3 separate regions of the Sus scrofa genome follow, and regions 1 and 3 are each linked to region 2. The links are chromatin contacts, called in public Hi-C and promoter capture Hi-C maps. All regions are on one chromosome and are shown on one strand. Each heading gives the region's core, a stretch centred on a gene start, on an enhancer-like site or on the middle of the called end of the contact. The rest is flanking DNA. Distances are from core to core; before and after follow the strand shown. Region 1 overlaps GPBP1 (vasculin). Region 2 holds the start of SETD9 (SET domain-containing protein 9). Region 3 overlaps GPBP1 (vasculin).

Region 1 (4,356 bases), core at 1,156-3,655, 320 kb after region 2:
AGGTAAATGTGGGCCTAAAAGTAGAGAGATGACAGTAAAACATGATTTTTTTTTTTTTTTTGGCCATAGTCACTGCATGCAGAAATTCCTGGGCCAGGGATCAAACCTGTGCCATAGCAGTGATGATGCCAAATCCTTAACCCGCTAAGCCACTAAGGAACTCCAAAACATGGTCTTGATGATGAACCTAAGATCTGAAATAGAATCAACAGGGTTTTAAAATTTTAACCTATGAACTGATAATTATATTGTTGTTAGAGAAGGAATGCAGAAGGAGGAGCTGGTTTTAGGAGTCAGTCTTTCTTCTATCAGCCTCCCTTGGAGACAGTGCAGGCATTTAGAGAAATCGGAGATATAGATCAGGTTTTTTTTTTTTTTTTTTTTCTTTAATCATAATTCTCCACAGCTGATTTTAAGATAAGGTGGCACTGGGTGATAAACCATGTGAAGCAAGGATACAATTTGGAGGGATTAGAAAGGTGTAAAATAGAGACAAGGTATGTTTTTAAACATCGCTGTGTAGCTAAGAATACCAGAGACTGAGAACATGGCTTTTGTTTTTCTCAATAAAGATGGTGGGGAGATCATTTTTTCAAAGTGAAGGGAGGTAGCCTAAATTTTAGTATTGAGGTAGAATAGAAAATCTGCTATGGAAAATGGAGAGTTAAATAGGGAGGGGAAAAAGAAAAAATTGAGAGCTAAGACCTTGGACCTGTTATTTGTAGTTATTAAGGTCTGTAATAAAATTAACTATCCTGTAAGTGGCTCTTTGGTTTGGATCTTGTCCTAATCTTCATGATTTAAAAAAATCCTCTAGACTATGAAATGTATAGATAGTTCCAAATATTAATTTATATAGCTGGATTTGGTCTTATAGAAATTTATATGTAGAGATTTTGATAAAAATTATCAGCGTCTCAAACGTTTTTCATGGAAGAAATTCAAAAGGCTAGAGTTAGAGTGCATATTTTTATGATTTAGTATCTTTTAAATTGTTTCTTATTTGGGCTAAACCTCTCCCTCATGTGCTCTTTGGACTTATTCTTAACTTATTACATGCTTGCCTTAATAACCCTTCAGTTCTGATTTCTCCTTTTCAGAAATAGATTTATTATTATTTTTTGATTTCTTAATCTCTGTGGTTAAGCAAAGGCCTCTATTTGATTTTGTTACTTTGTATATACCTTACTTGAATACTGCTTACTGGAATACTTTGTATTTTAGGTATTCTGCAAAGTATGAATAAATTGGATTGTGAGATATGGTAATGGCCCACTTAGGTCAGAATAATTAAAAATAACACCATAGCTTAATGGTTGCTGATTATATTGTAGGCAGCATCTAAAGAATTTTATTAACAGTTTTCATTAAATAAATGAAAATTTAGAAAGGTTAATTCCTTAACAAGTGACAGAGTTAGAATTCATACTTAGTCTGTCTGCATCCCAAATCTGTGCTCTCTTCACTAGACTAGTACTATACAGTAATTTTTCTTTTTTAATAGTGGTTTCATAGATGGTAAATGCAGTTCTTCCAAAGGTGATGGCATATTCTTAGGAAATACTTGTTAGATTGGTGGGATCAATTACCTGTATCTAACTAGTTTTTCAAATGTGATACCATAACCTATGGAGTTTTTGGGTAGGATGAAATTACCCTTATTGTATTCATGGTTACATTTAATAGAGCATTCTTAATTTGTAAGTAACACTTGGAGGATAGTTTACTTATTCAATTTATTTTTGTTGACATTTTAGTTACAGAAGAATGGTCTGAGGAAAAATGGTATTTTGAAAAATGGCCTGATCTGTGACTTCAAGTTTGGACCCTGGAAAAACAGCACTTTCAAACCCACTATTGAGAATGATGACACAGAGACAAGTAGCAGTGACACATCAGATGACGACGATGTGTGAAGGATTTCCTAACAGCTTTAGAAATTTTAGTGTGATACATCTCTCATACAGTTTGGGGTGAATTGTAAAAATGAAGAACTATAATTTATGTAGTAAATACCCCATTAGAAGATGATTTTTTGGGGGGACTTCAATATGAAGAAAACCAAGAATGTTGTGTTGGGCTGTGTTGAACATTATTTCTTTGTAAATGAATGTTGTAGAAATGAGGACTTTGGTTGATCCAACATTGACTTTCTTCATCACTGCAGCATTTCTCTGACTAGCAATGTGACGATGTAACAAATGAGATTTTCTCATTTAATAATAAAAAATTGTGTAATGTTTTGCAAAGCTTCTGTCTTAAAATGTCCAGGTCTTAAGAAAAAAGAGGCAGCTTACACTGTTTTGCTTGCAGAGTCATATCTTTTTCGTACAATGGAAATCCTCAAGTCCACTTTGTGTGCCCCTTTCCCTTCCCCCTTCCAAAAAAGGACAATGTAGCATGTTGGCTAAAACTGGAGCAAAGTGCACTAAAACATTAATTTCCTGAACTCAACTGTTGTACTAGTCACCTTTTAAAACGTAAATTGCTCTTTAGCCATTTGTAGTTCAGTAAATGTTACCAGGAAAGATTTGCCACACTTTCTTCCAAATTTTAAGAGGTGATTTTCAAGAGCTCTATTTGGTTATGTTGTCAGACCAGGATTTTCAGAGTTGATGGAAAAGAGTCTTGTGGGAAAACTTATTTTGATAAATTATTACACATGCAGAAAAACTGATCACACTGACTGGATCTGTCCACAACATGGAAAATAAAACTGGATTTTCAGAATATTGTCGTTCTCTGTAGTGTTCAAGGTATTGGTCTCTAAACACAATGTACTTTATTCATTTATTAAAACAAAGTTATACTTTATTAAAGATGGTGATTACCTTTTGAGTTTAGAAAAAGAAAGCTATGGAAAATAGCCTTTTATTATCAACTGCTTAACGAGTTTATTAAACAATCGAATGTTAAAACAACCACTTTATTTTTCATTTGCACATAATTTTGAATCATTTCTGTTTGCTGCTGACTAGAAGAATAATTTTACTCTGTGTTTTGTATTTTGATATTTTTGGTTTTGTGTACTCTCGTTTGCTTTTGGCTCCCCCCCCATCCCACTCCCATAATATATTCTGATTGTAAAGAGCATAATCTTAAAGCAAAAATGTTTTAGATTTTGTGTCACATTGAGGTAATCCTCAAGATTTTAAAATCATGTTTTCCTCAGAAGGCTGCATATTTTTGCTGTTTCTATCTCAGTAATTCTGCTCAGTCTCTGCAGCCTTCACTAAAAGCAAGTTTCTTTTTTTGTTCACATGTGAGAATTGTGATTGGGGAATTTATAAACAAAAGACAACTTCACCCCTATGAAATTTAGGATGAGTTAGAGTGGTAACAAAGTATTAAATATATCTTAAAGTTATCTTTTAAAATGGGCTTTAATTATGGTGCAAATCAGTTCAGTCACTTACAAGTAAAATATAGCATTAGCCACAAGAGAACCCTGAAAATAACGTTTCATGAAATTCTATATAACATGTTGAATGTCTTTGGGACTCTTAGACTGCACTATCTGGTTAATAGATTAATAAAATATATCCAGGTGCAAATTTGTATTTACTAACACAATTTAGAAGGGACCTGAGAACTGGTTTATGTTTGAAGTCTATTGTGTTTTCTAAATAGCTTTTAGAAAGATTGTGTGTTTTGTTTGTTTGTTTGTTTGTTTTTACTCTCTGGCATCTTCTGTTTCCTATTCAGACACTTTATTTTTTTGCCTTATATCCCATTTACCAGCAGTTAATACTTGTTTATGATGTTTTCATACATCACGATATAGAGTGTGTTTACAGTATGTATTTAGCATGGTAAGGTACAATGATATATGGTTATTCTATGACATATTCTATATGTTAAATGACAGCATTAACTGGTTTGGCACCTGAGTGGATGGAGCCATACCAGATACATTTTGATGAAATGGTTAAAGCGTAACATAATTTTAACTCGCCATCTAAATATGGGCAGTTGGTAGAGTGTGTATTGTATTGTTTGAAAGGGAGCCTACAAGTCTTAGAAAAACATTTAATTGTACGGCTAATGTGAAATTGACAAACCCAGGGCATGGAGACCTGAAAAAAAAATCGCTTTTGACTGCTTCGAACTCAATTTGTCTGCAGCAGGTTCTTTTTTACAGACACTTTGTTGTATAAATTGGCATAAACTACATATTTAAATCATAGAATTTAATAATCTTCGTTTTGTGAAACCATTGAGGTTTTGTGAAACCAATCGAGGTAGTAAGCATCTGCGTCACCATGAAGTTTTTTGGTGTTCCCTCCTTTGTAGTCATTTTCTTTTAGTACTAATCCCCCTCTTCCCAGCCTTTTTAAAAAATGACATGTAATGAGC
Region 2 (4,295 bases), core at 1,622-4,121:
ACATTTGACAATGTGTCATTACAATTCACCACATGAATATGAGAACTGAGTGAAATTATGTGATCACCTCAGTACATAGCAAAGAAAAGTATTTGAAATTCACCATTCATTTAAAACTTAAAAAAAATAAAACTTAAGGCAAAAATTCCTGACAAATCAAAAACAGAACTTTTTAAACTCCATAAACTATAGTAAATATTAAAACTTGAAGGTGAAATCTTAGAAACAGAGAATGAAGTAAATGTATATAAACTAATAAAAGTAATGTATACAAACTAATAAAATATATCAAAAATATTTTAATAAATAAAATAAGCTGCATATACCTTTAGGGTTTTTTTAAAATACTCACACAGAAAATTCTGATTTTTCTATAGGAACATACACATACATAGATATAAAACTAGCAGAAAACATATCAGCCCAAAAACCTCTTGAGGAGAAGGGGTAAGGACCAGGATTGCTGAAAGCACAGGTCATAGGGTATGGTTAAAGACGTTTTAGCCTTATCTACCATGTTTCTATTTGTTATAAGGAAAATATTGTTTTCATGAATTAGATAATTGAAACGTAATTTTAAAACCATAAATTTACATTTGACATATTATTGTAAGTCCTAGTCAGAGCAATTAGGCAGCAAGAAAAAGAAAAGAACATCCAAATTAGAAAGAAAGAAGTAGAAACGTCACTATTTGCAGATGACAAGATATTAGAGAAAATCCTAGAGACTCTACCAAAAAGCTGCTAAACTAATAAACATATTTAGTAAATTTCTGAGGTACAATTTCAACACACAAAAATCTATTGCATTTCCATACACTAACAAAGAACTATCAGAAAGAGAAGTCCAATTGTGGCTTAGTAGGTTAAGCCTTAGCAGCTTAAGACTCAACCTTGTCTCTGTGAGGATGAGGATTCAATGCCTGGCCTGCTCAGTGGGTTATTGCTGCAAGCTGTGGCATAGGTTGCAAATGAGGCTCATACCCAGTATTGCTGTGGCTGTGGCAGAGGCCACGGCTGCAGCTCCAATTCAACGCAGCCTGTGAACTTCCATGTGCCACAGGTGCAGCCATAAAAAGATAAAGACCTGAAAATGAAATTAAGAAAACAATCACATTTACAACTGCATCAAAAATAATAAAATTGACAGAGTAAATTTAACCAAGGAGGAGAAAGACTTAAAACTCTAAGTATGCTGAAAACTATAAGATATATTAATGAAATAAATTAGACACAAATAAACTGAAAGCTATTTCATGCTCATGGATTCAAAGAATTCATATTGTTAAATTGTCCATATCACCTAAAGCAATCTACAGATTCAGTGCAATCCCTATCAGAATCCCAAGGGCATTTTTCACAGAAATAGAACAAGCAATCATAAAATGTGTATGGAACCTCAAAAGATCCCAAATAGCCAAAGCAATATTGAGAAAGAATAGCAAAGCAGGAGACAAATTATCCCTGATATCAAACTATATTACAAAGCTACAGTAATCAAAACAAAATGGCATTGGCTTAAAAACAGACACACAGATCAATGGAACAGAACAGAGAGCCCAGAAATAAACCCATGCACATATGGCCAATAAATTTACAACAAAGGAGAGAAGAATACACAATGGGGAAGGCACAGTCTCTTCAATAAGTGACGTAGGGAAGATTGTACTGCCACATGCAAAAGAATGAAATTGGACCACTATCTTTCAGCATACACAAAAATTATCTCAAAATGGATTAAAGACTTTAATGTATGACCTGAAACCATAAAACTCCTAGAAGAAAACACAGGCAGTTAAGCTCCTTAACATCATTCTTGCCTTTGAATTTTCAGACCTGACACCAAAAGAAAAGCCAACAAAAGCAAAAATAAATTAGCTGACATCAAACTAAAGAGCTTCTGCACTGCAAAGGAAACCATCAACAAAATGAAAAGGCAATTACTGAATGGGAGAAAAGATAAGCAAATTATAAATCTGATAAGGGATTAATGTCCAAAATACATAAAGAACCTACACAAATCAATAGCAAAAAAAAAAAAAAAATTGCATTGTGGCAAAGCAGAAACAAATCTGACTAGTATCTATGAGGATGCGGGTTTGATCCCTGGGCTCATTCAGTGGGTTAAGGATCCAGTGTTCCTGTGACCTGTGGTGCAGGTCGCAGATGTGGCTGGGATCCCACGTGACTGTGGCTGTGGCATGGGTAGCAGCTATAGCTCCCATTGGACCCCTAGCCTGAGAACCTCCATATGCTATGGATGTGGCCCTAAAAAGCAAAAAAAAAAAAAAAAAAAAAAAAATTCAATTTTTAAAAAGAACAGATCTGAATAGACATTTTCCAGTGAAGACATCCAAACAGCCAACAGGTGCATGCAAAGATGTTCAATATTACTAATCATCATGGAAATACAAATTAAAACCGCAATGAGATATCATCTCACACCTGTCATAAAGCCTATTATCAAAAAGTCAATAAATAACAAGTGATAGGGACGATGTGGAGAAAAGGGAACCTTTGTGCACTGTTGGTGGGAATGTAAATTGGTGAAATCATTATGGAAAATAGTATGGAGATTCCTCAAAAATTAAAAATAGAACTACAATGTGGCCCAGCAATTCCAATTCTGGGTATGTATCCAAAGGAAACCAAATCAATCTCAAAAAGACATCTGCACCCTCATGTTCCTTACAGCATTACTTACAATAGTCAAGACATGGAAACAACTCAAGTGACCACCAACAGGTGAATATATAAAGATGTGGTACCCGTGTACACACACACAGCCATTAAAAATGAAATCTTGTTGTTTGCAACAAGGATGGACCCTGAAGGCATTATTAAGTGAAATAAATCAGAGGCAAACAAATAGCGCATTATCTCACTTAGATGTGGAATCAAAGGAAAAAAAACAGAAGTAGAACAAAAAAAGAAAGAAAACTCACAGAAACAAAGAAGAGATTAATGGTTGGGGGAGGATGAAAGGGGTGAAAGTCAAAAGGTACAAATTTCTTTTATAAAATAGTCATGGGAATGTAATGTACAGCATGGTGACTTCAGTTAATAATACTCTATTGCACGTTTGAAAGTCATTGAGAGTACATCTTAAAACTTCTCATGACAAGAAAAAAATACTCTAGGTACGGTGACAGACACTAACTAGACTTGTGATTATTTTGCAATATATACAAATATGACATTATGTTACACACTTGAAGCTAATATGTTATATGTCAATTATACCTCAAAAGGTAAATAAATAAGCAAATAAGTAAGATCTGGGCAGACTGGTCCTTTATATTGGATATACATTATAGATGATTAAACCATATGATAAAAATTAAAGATTAAAAAAAAAAGCACTGGAAATACACACAAAACTGCTTTTTTATTTTTGAAGATAAGCATAATACTACAGGTAAGGAGTCAAATGCTTATTTTTGATTCCTTATAAGTTTGGAGATCTTAATGTTACTCTATGAATGCCATTCGTTCACACCCAGGAGGTGAATTGCTCCCATTTAGCAAATCAGGTAAATCTGGAGGATGCCAATCTAGCAAACACGGCACCTGACTGCAGAGCCTCTAGAGTTTGCAAACTTGCCTCTATCTAGAGTGAAACTCGGAGATATATTTTCTCTTTTTATTACTTTTTGAAATAGATTAGTCCTAAGGCTACTTGAACTTGCCTAAATAGTCACTAGATCTGACTTGTTCAATTTAGACTTTAGGCTAGGATCTACGCTCACTCTTAAAAAACAGGAAAGCAGATTTCCAGCCTGAGGAAAACGCATCAACACATTTATGTCCCAATAAACACCTGCTGATGTGAAGATGGTTGAGTTATTCTGGCAGTTTATCTCCACTGGAAATAAGCGTTGTCTAAACTTCTAAAAGTGCGCGTGACTGTAAATACACACGAACGAATGGAGAAATTAAAAGGGAACAAGGGGCTCTCCCACGGCTCTACGCACCTGTTTCAGCAAGCTGGGTCAGTAACGCGGAGGCACCGAGACACAGGCGACAGGAGCCAGAGGTACCCGGGCCACCGAGCCTGGGACTGAGGGCGGAGACCGGGAAGGGGCGGGACGGGGCGGCCTCCGCTCCTCCTCGGAGCGGGGAGGGCCCGAGACCGCGACTCACTCCCCTGCAGTCCCCATCACGCCGCCACGGGACAACCATGCCGGGCCGCCTGTTGCGGGACCTCCAGCAGCGATGGCGCCGTTATAAGTATCGATTCGTACCCTGGATCGCGCTAAACTTAAGCCACAACCCGAGGTGAGAAGGCTGGGCGG
Region 3 (4,564 bases), core at 1,362-3,861, 280 kb after region 2:
TTGATGAGTTTTGACAAGTGTGTACATTTGTGTAACCATCACCACAATTAGAATAAATACCCCATTACCCTTGAAAATTTCCTCCTTTGCAGTCAGTCCCCTTCTCCTTAGGCCCTTCATCTCCACTCCACTGACTAGTTTCTATCACTATATTTTTGCCTTTTCTAAAATTTTGTTATAAGTGAAATCTTAAAATAGTCAGGTCATTGTAATTGCAAGGAGATATAAGAAGAAATTTTGCTCAGGAGCTATATAGATCTAATGCCTTCCATTTTTATATGACAGGGACTTGCCATGAGGTGTTGAAGCCTTGTTTCGCTGAGTTGGAGAGACTGGACCTAAATGGCGCAGCATGACTTTGCTCCAGCCTGGCTTAATTTTCCTACCCCACCATCATCAACAAAGGTACTCTATCTTGCATCTCTCTCTCCTTTTTGTCTTTCTCTCTGCCTATTTAGTTTACGTTCTACACAGATGTAGTTAAACTGTGAAGACGTAATATTTTTGCAGAGAAATACTTTTGTATTACTTTATAAATTATTTCATATTTAATCTGGGTTTTTATTTTAAAACATATTAATAAGTTTTCAGTATACCATCAACATACTAAAGCATTTACTTCAGAAGTTGTCTTTTGTGCTAATCAAAGTTCTGCATTTTAAAATTCATACTCGTTAACAACATGGCACATAGCTTTTGCATCTTAGCTTTTCTTGTACTATTCTTCTTGTAATTGGCTTTACTTACTTTTGTGTAGATAATATGTTAAAAAAGATCAGAGGTTTTTGAAGTCTTATAGCTGGAAGATTTCTTTTTCAAATAAAAAGACTGAATAGCATACATCCGGCATGTGGAAGTTCCTGGGCCAGGGATCAAACCCTAGCCCACAGCAGTGACATGCCTAATCCTTAATTGGTAGGCTATCAGGAAACTCCTAAAAATGTTCATTTTACATACCCGGAACACAGTATAGTTTGTGTAAGATTTGGTAGGCACTGAAAATGTCATCCACTTATAAGATGTGCTAAGAGGGACCTTGGGATTGATTAGAATCAATCTATCTGGCTTAATAGCTCTCTTCCACTTTGTTTTTTTTTTTTTCATAGTGCAAAGAAATCAAGAGGGGGTCTTGATCAATCTGCTTGCCTGTTAATCCAGCTCTACCATGCTAAGGCATTCATCTAAAACCTTTTAAGGGTACAGGCATTTCTTATAAACCAGTGTGTTAAAACAGCTTTTAGGGGAACAATTTTATAATTTGGAACGTTGTTCCCCAGCAAGGATTTACAGTAAATCTGGCCAATATGATATTAAAAAGCTGTATTGGAGTGACAAAATTTTCAACAAAGGAATTTGAATATTTGAAAATGGCTCTTAATGACCATGTGAGCTGACTTTATTTTGTACAGATGAATTCTCTGGAAGATTAATTGACTTGCCTGTTCATGTAATTTGTGTGATGCTAGAGTAGAATCTAGGATGCATATTATCTTCTGTATTCTTTCCATAGGACTCATTTTGGAATTTTATAAAATGATTAAACATTTCATTTCATAGACTAAAATGTGATCATATGCCGACTCCTACTGAGAAGCAGCTGAGATTGCTTCTTAGTTACAGGCTCTGTTTGTCCCCTTTCCTCTTAAGTTTAGGTCTCTGGAATTTGTTACTTTGTTGTTTGTCCTCCTTCCTCTGCTCCCCCAGCTGCTCTCATCTATGCTTTTCCTAGGTTCATTTTTTTCCCAGGCCTACTTCAGACTCTGGATTCATATGAATTTCCTGCTACTCAGTTTTCTAATTTTCATTATTCATTTTTTCTGAAGTGAATTTAAGACTTTTTAATTTGTTTATCTTTGGCTGCATCTGCTGGCATGTGGAAGTTCACCGGCCAGGGATAGAACCCAGGCCACAACAGTGACCAGAGCCAGGTCCTTAACCTGCTGAGCCACAGAGGAACTCCTACACTTGTTTTTATTTTTAAGCTTATCAGTGAAAATTATCAGCACCTGGAAAGTTAGCTACCACATTAAAAGTTTAAGAATAATTCTTGTCTTCATCCAGATGTTAATCTGAGGTTAAGATTGACTGCTAGTATGTATGGTGAAATCCCTACTGTTTTCTAGAACCAAACACTTGATAAAGGCCCTCATGAATGAAGATGATGATATTGAGACTTGGGGATTGCCTGTTATTTATCAATTAGTCTAAGTTACCTCCAGAAAACAGTGTGAGTTTGAACTCTTAACTAGCAGTATTTGAAACTGTCTCCTTAGACCTTACCCAAAGTGGTTTTGACAAACACACACACCTTTAGTAATGACTTATACTGTCTGTCTTATCTTTTCATCCCTTAAAATTGCTATTCATAGATTCTCATTTATAATGAACCTCTTGTTTCCTGCCAAGCCCTTTTAATCTTACCTGGAGTAAATGGGACAGACATTAATTACTATTTGTTCTCTGTTTCAATTTAGTGTCTTTTATTTGTTGTTTGAAGAGATAATATGAAGACTTGCATTAAGGGTAACAATGTTTTCAGCACTGAATCTGGATCGTTTTCTGAGGAGTGCAGAATTTTAGCCCCATCATGTGGTGAAATTTTAAACTGCATGTGGTTGTTCATGTCTTGTGAAATAGGGCATGTCTTGTGAAATAGGGCATTGGCTTTTGAACTGTTGATTGGGGCCCAGGAGGAGGTAAATTTTACATAATGTTTTTATATGGACATAGATATAACTAAAATAGTACTCCTATACTTGCAGTCTTCCTTCTCTTCTGTTCATTTTTATTACAATAAAAAATGCAAATTGTTACTGATTTCATCATCCTTCATAATGAGTCCTGACCTACAGTTTGAAAAGCAACATTGGGAGTTCCCATTGTGGCTCAGTGGGTTAAGAACCTGACTAGTATTCATAAGAATGTGGGTTTGATCCTTGGTCTCACTCAGTGGGTTAAGGATTTGGTGTTGCTTTGAGCTGCGGTGTAGGTTGCAGATGCAGCTCGGATCCTGCATTGTTGTGGCTGTGTTGTAGGCAGGCAGCTGTGGCTCCAATTTGACCCCTAGTCTACCCCTAGTCTGAGAACTTCCATGTGCCTCAGGAGCTACCCTAAAAGAAAAAAAAAAAGTAACATCGTAATTACTCCTTCAATAATGTAAGCAGTGTGGGTTTACATTGAAAATGTGTGCTTATTGGAAATTTCAACCCAACTAGTATCTATGAGGATGCAGGTTCGATCCCTGCCCTCACTCAGTGGGTTAAGGATCTGGTGTTTGCCGTGAGCTTGTGTGTGTTGAAGACGTGGCTCGGACCCTACGTGGCTATGGCTGTGGTATAGGCCAGCACTTCAGCTCCGATTCAGCCCCCAGCCCAGTAACTTCCATATGCTGTCGGTGGGGCCCTAAAAAGCAAAGCAAAGAAAGAGAAAGAAAAATGTGTGCTTATTAAACTTCAGGCTAAGAGAGCATCAGAAAATTCAGAGTTCATTGAAACGTCTTATTTACTGTGTAGTTTTTGTTAACTACTGATTCAGATACTCCAGGAATCAGAAAATTGTAAAACTTTTTTTTGTTTGTTTGTTTGTTTTGGCCATGCCAATGGCATGTGGAAGTTCCTGGGCCCAGGGATTGACCCTCAGCTGCTGCAGCGACAATGCCAGATCATTAACCTGCTGCACCATGAGAGAATTCTAGAAAACTTTCTGGTGTTTTTTTTTTTTTTTTTTTTTTTTTTTGCTTTTTAGGGCTGTACCCACAGCATATGGAGGTTCCAGGCTAGGAGTCCAATCAGAGCTGTAGCCTCCAGCCTACACCCCAGCCACTGCAATGCCAGATCTGAGCGTCATCTTCGATCTATACCACAGCTCAAGGCAACGCTGGATCCTTAACCCACTGAGCAATGCCAGGGATCGAACCCTCAACCTCATGCTTCCTAGTCAGATTCATTTCTGCTGTGCCACAAAACTGTTTTTTTTTTTTTTTTTTTTTTATAAAGAATCCAGAAGAAGATTTAAAATATAATAACTAAAGTTTCTTGAGTCATTGCTACATACCAATCACCGTGTAAAAACCCTTTATAAGAAGGCTAACGAAAATCATAAGAGGTGAAATACTGTGTCGTCCCTGCCCCCCCCCCCCCCCCCATTTATAGATGAGGGAAATGAGGTTGAGAGAGATGAGTAACCTGCCCTAAAGTGCTGGAGTTAGGATAGGAATCCATGTGTGCCGGACTTAAAAATTCACCAGTTTAACAGTTTAATAACTTTTCTTTTCTTGATTTTTAAGTAGACTAATTTTCAGAAGTGAAACACAAGGATTTTTTTGCATACACTGGAATATATTTTTATCTTTCTGTAGTTAGTACATGGGTATCTAACTCTTCAGTGGCTACATACAGTTGATCCTTGAGCAACATGGGTTTGAACTGTTTATACCCACTTATGTGGAATTTTTTTAATAAATATATACTGTAGTACTATGTGATCTGTGGATATGGAGGACCAACTGTGAAGTTATACATGGATTTTTTGATTGTGCAAAGGGTTGGTACCCTTAACCCCCTAC

The links. Promoter capture Hi-C pulls out the DNA fragments that hold promoters and counts their contacts. Hi-C and Micro-C count contacts between places; a contact is called where the count stands out from the background.
Region 1: a Hi-C map of liver shows a contact between it and region 2, with 2.0 times the contacts expected there. The contact joins the enhancer-like site here to the promoter of SETD9 in region 2. A contact is called at or near these places in 3 of 5 promoter capture datasets (fetal liver, fetal skeletal muscle and liver), 22 of 47 Hi-C or Micro-C datasets (alveolar macrophages, blood, brain and 13 more) and 1 of 2 datasets of contacts at active chromatin or transcription factors (alveolar macrophages).
Region 3: a promoter capture Hi-C map of liver shows a contact between it and region 2, with 9 times the contacts expected there. The contact joins the enhancer-like site here to the promoter of SETD9 in region 2. A contact is called at or near these places in 3 of 5 promoter capture datasets (fetal skeletal muscle and liver), 19 of 47 Hi-C or Micro-C datasets (alveolar macrophages, blood, embryonic fibroblasts and 12 more) and 2 of 2 datasets of contacts at active chromatin or transcription factors (alveolar macrophages and skeletal muscle).

The regions. Positions count from the first base shown.
Region 1 is chr16:36,295,091-36,299,446 of Sscrofa11.1, forward strand. It overlaps GPBP1 (vasculin), which reads left to right. Exons shown (of 13, transcript XM_005672465.3): 13 at 1,758-2,913. The coding sequence ends at 1,916. Among named protein-coding and RNA genes, the nearest start is that of GPBP1, 80 kb to the left of the region's middle. Within about 2 kb of position 2,406, at least 3 of the 83 cell types and tissues checked have an H3K27ac peak or open chromatin away from gene starts, as enhancers often do. A contact at or near this core is called in alveolar macrophages, fetal liver and liver, where this site is marked.
Region 2 is chr16:35,976,089-35,980,383 of Sscrofa11.1, forward strand. It overlaps SETD9 (SET domain-containing protein 9), which reads left to right and starts at 2,872. Exons shown (of 6, transcript XM_003133974.4): 1 at 2,872-4,278. The coding sequence starts at 4,181.
Region 3 is chr16:36,257,855-36,262,418 of Sscrofa11.1, forward strand. It overlaps GPBP1 (vasculin), which reads left to right. Exons shown (of 13, transcript XM_005672465.3): 3 at 286-405. The coding sequence starts at 343. Among named protein-coding and RNA genes, the nearest start is that of GPBP1, 43 kb to the left of the region's middle. Within about 2 kb of position 2,612, at least 5 of the 83 cell types and tissues checked have an H3K27ac peak or open chromatin away from gene starts, as enhancers often do. A contact at or near this core is called in alveolar macrophages and liver, where this site is marked.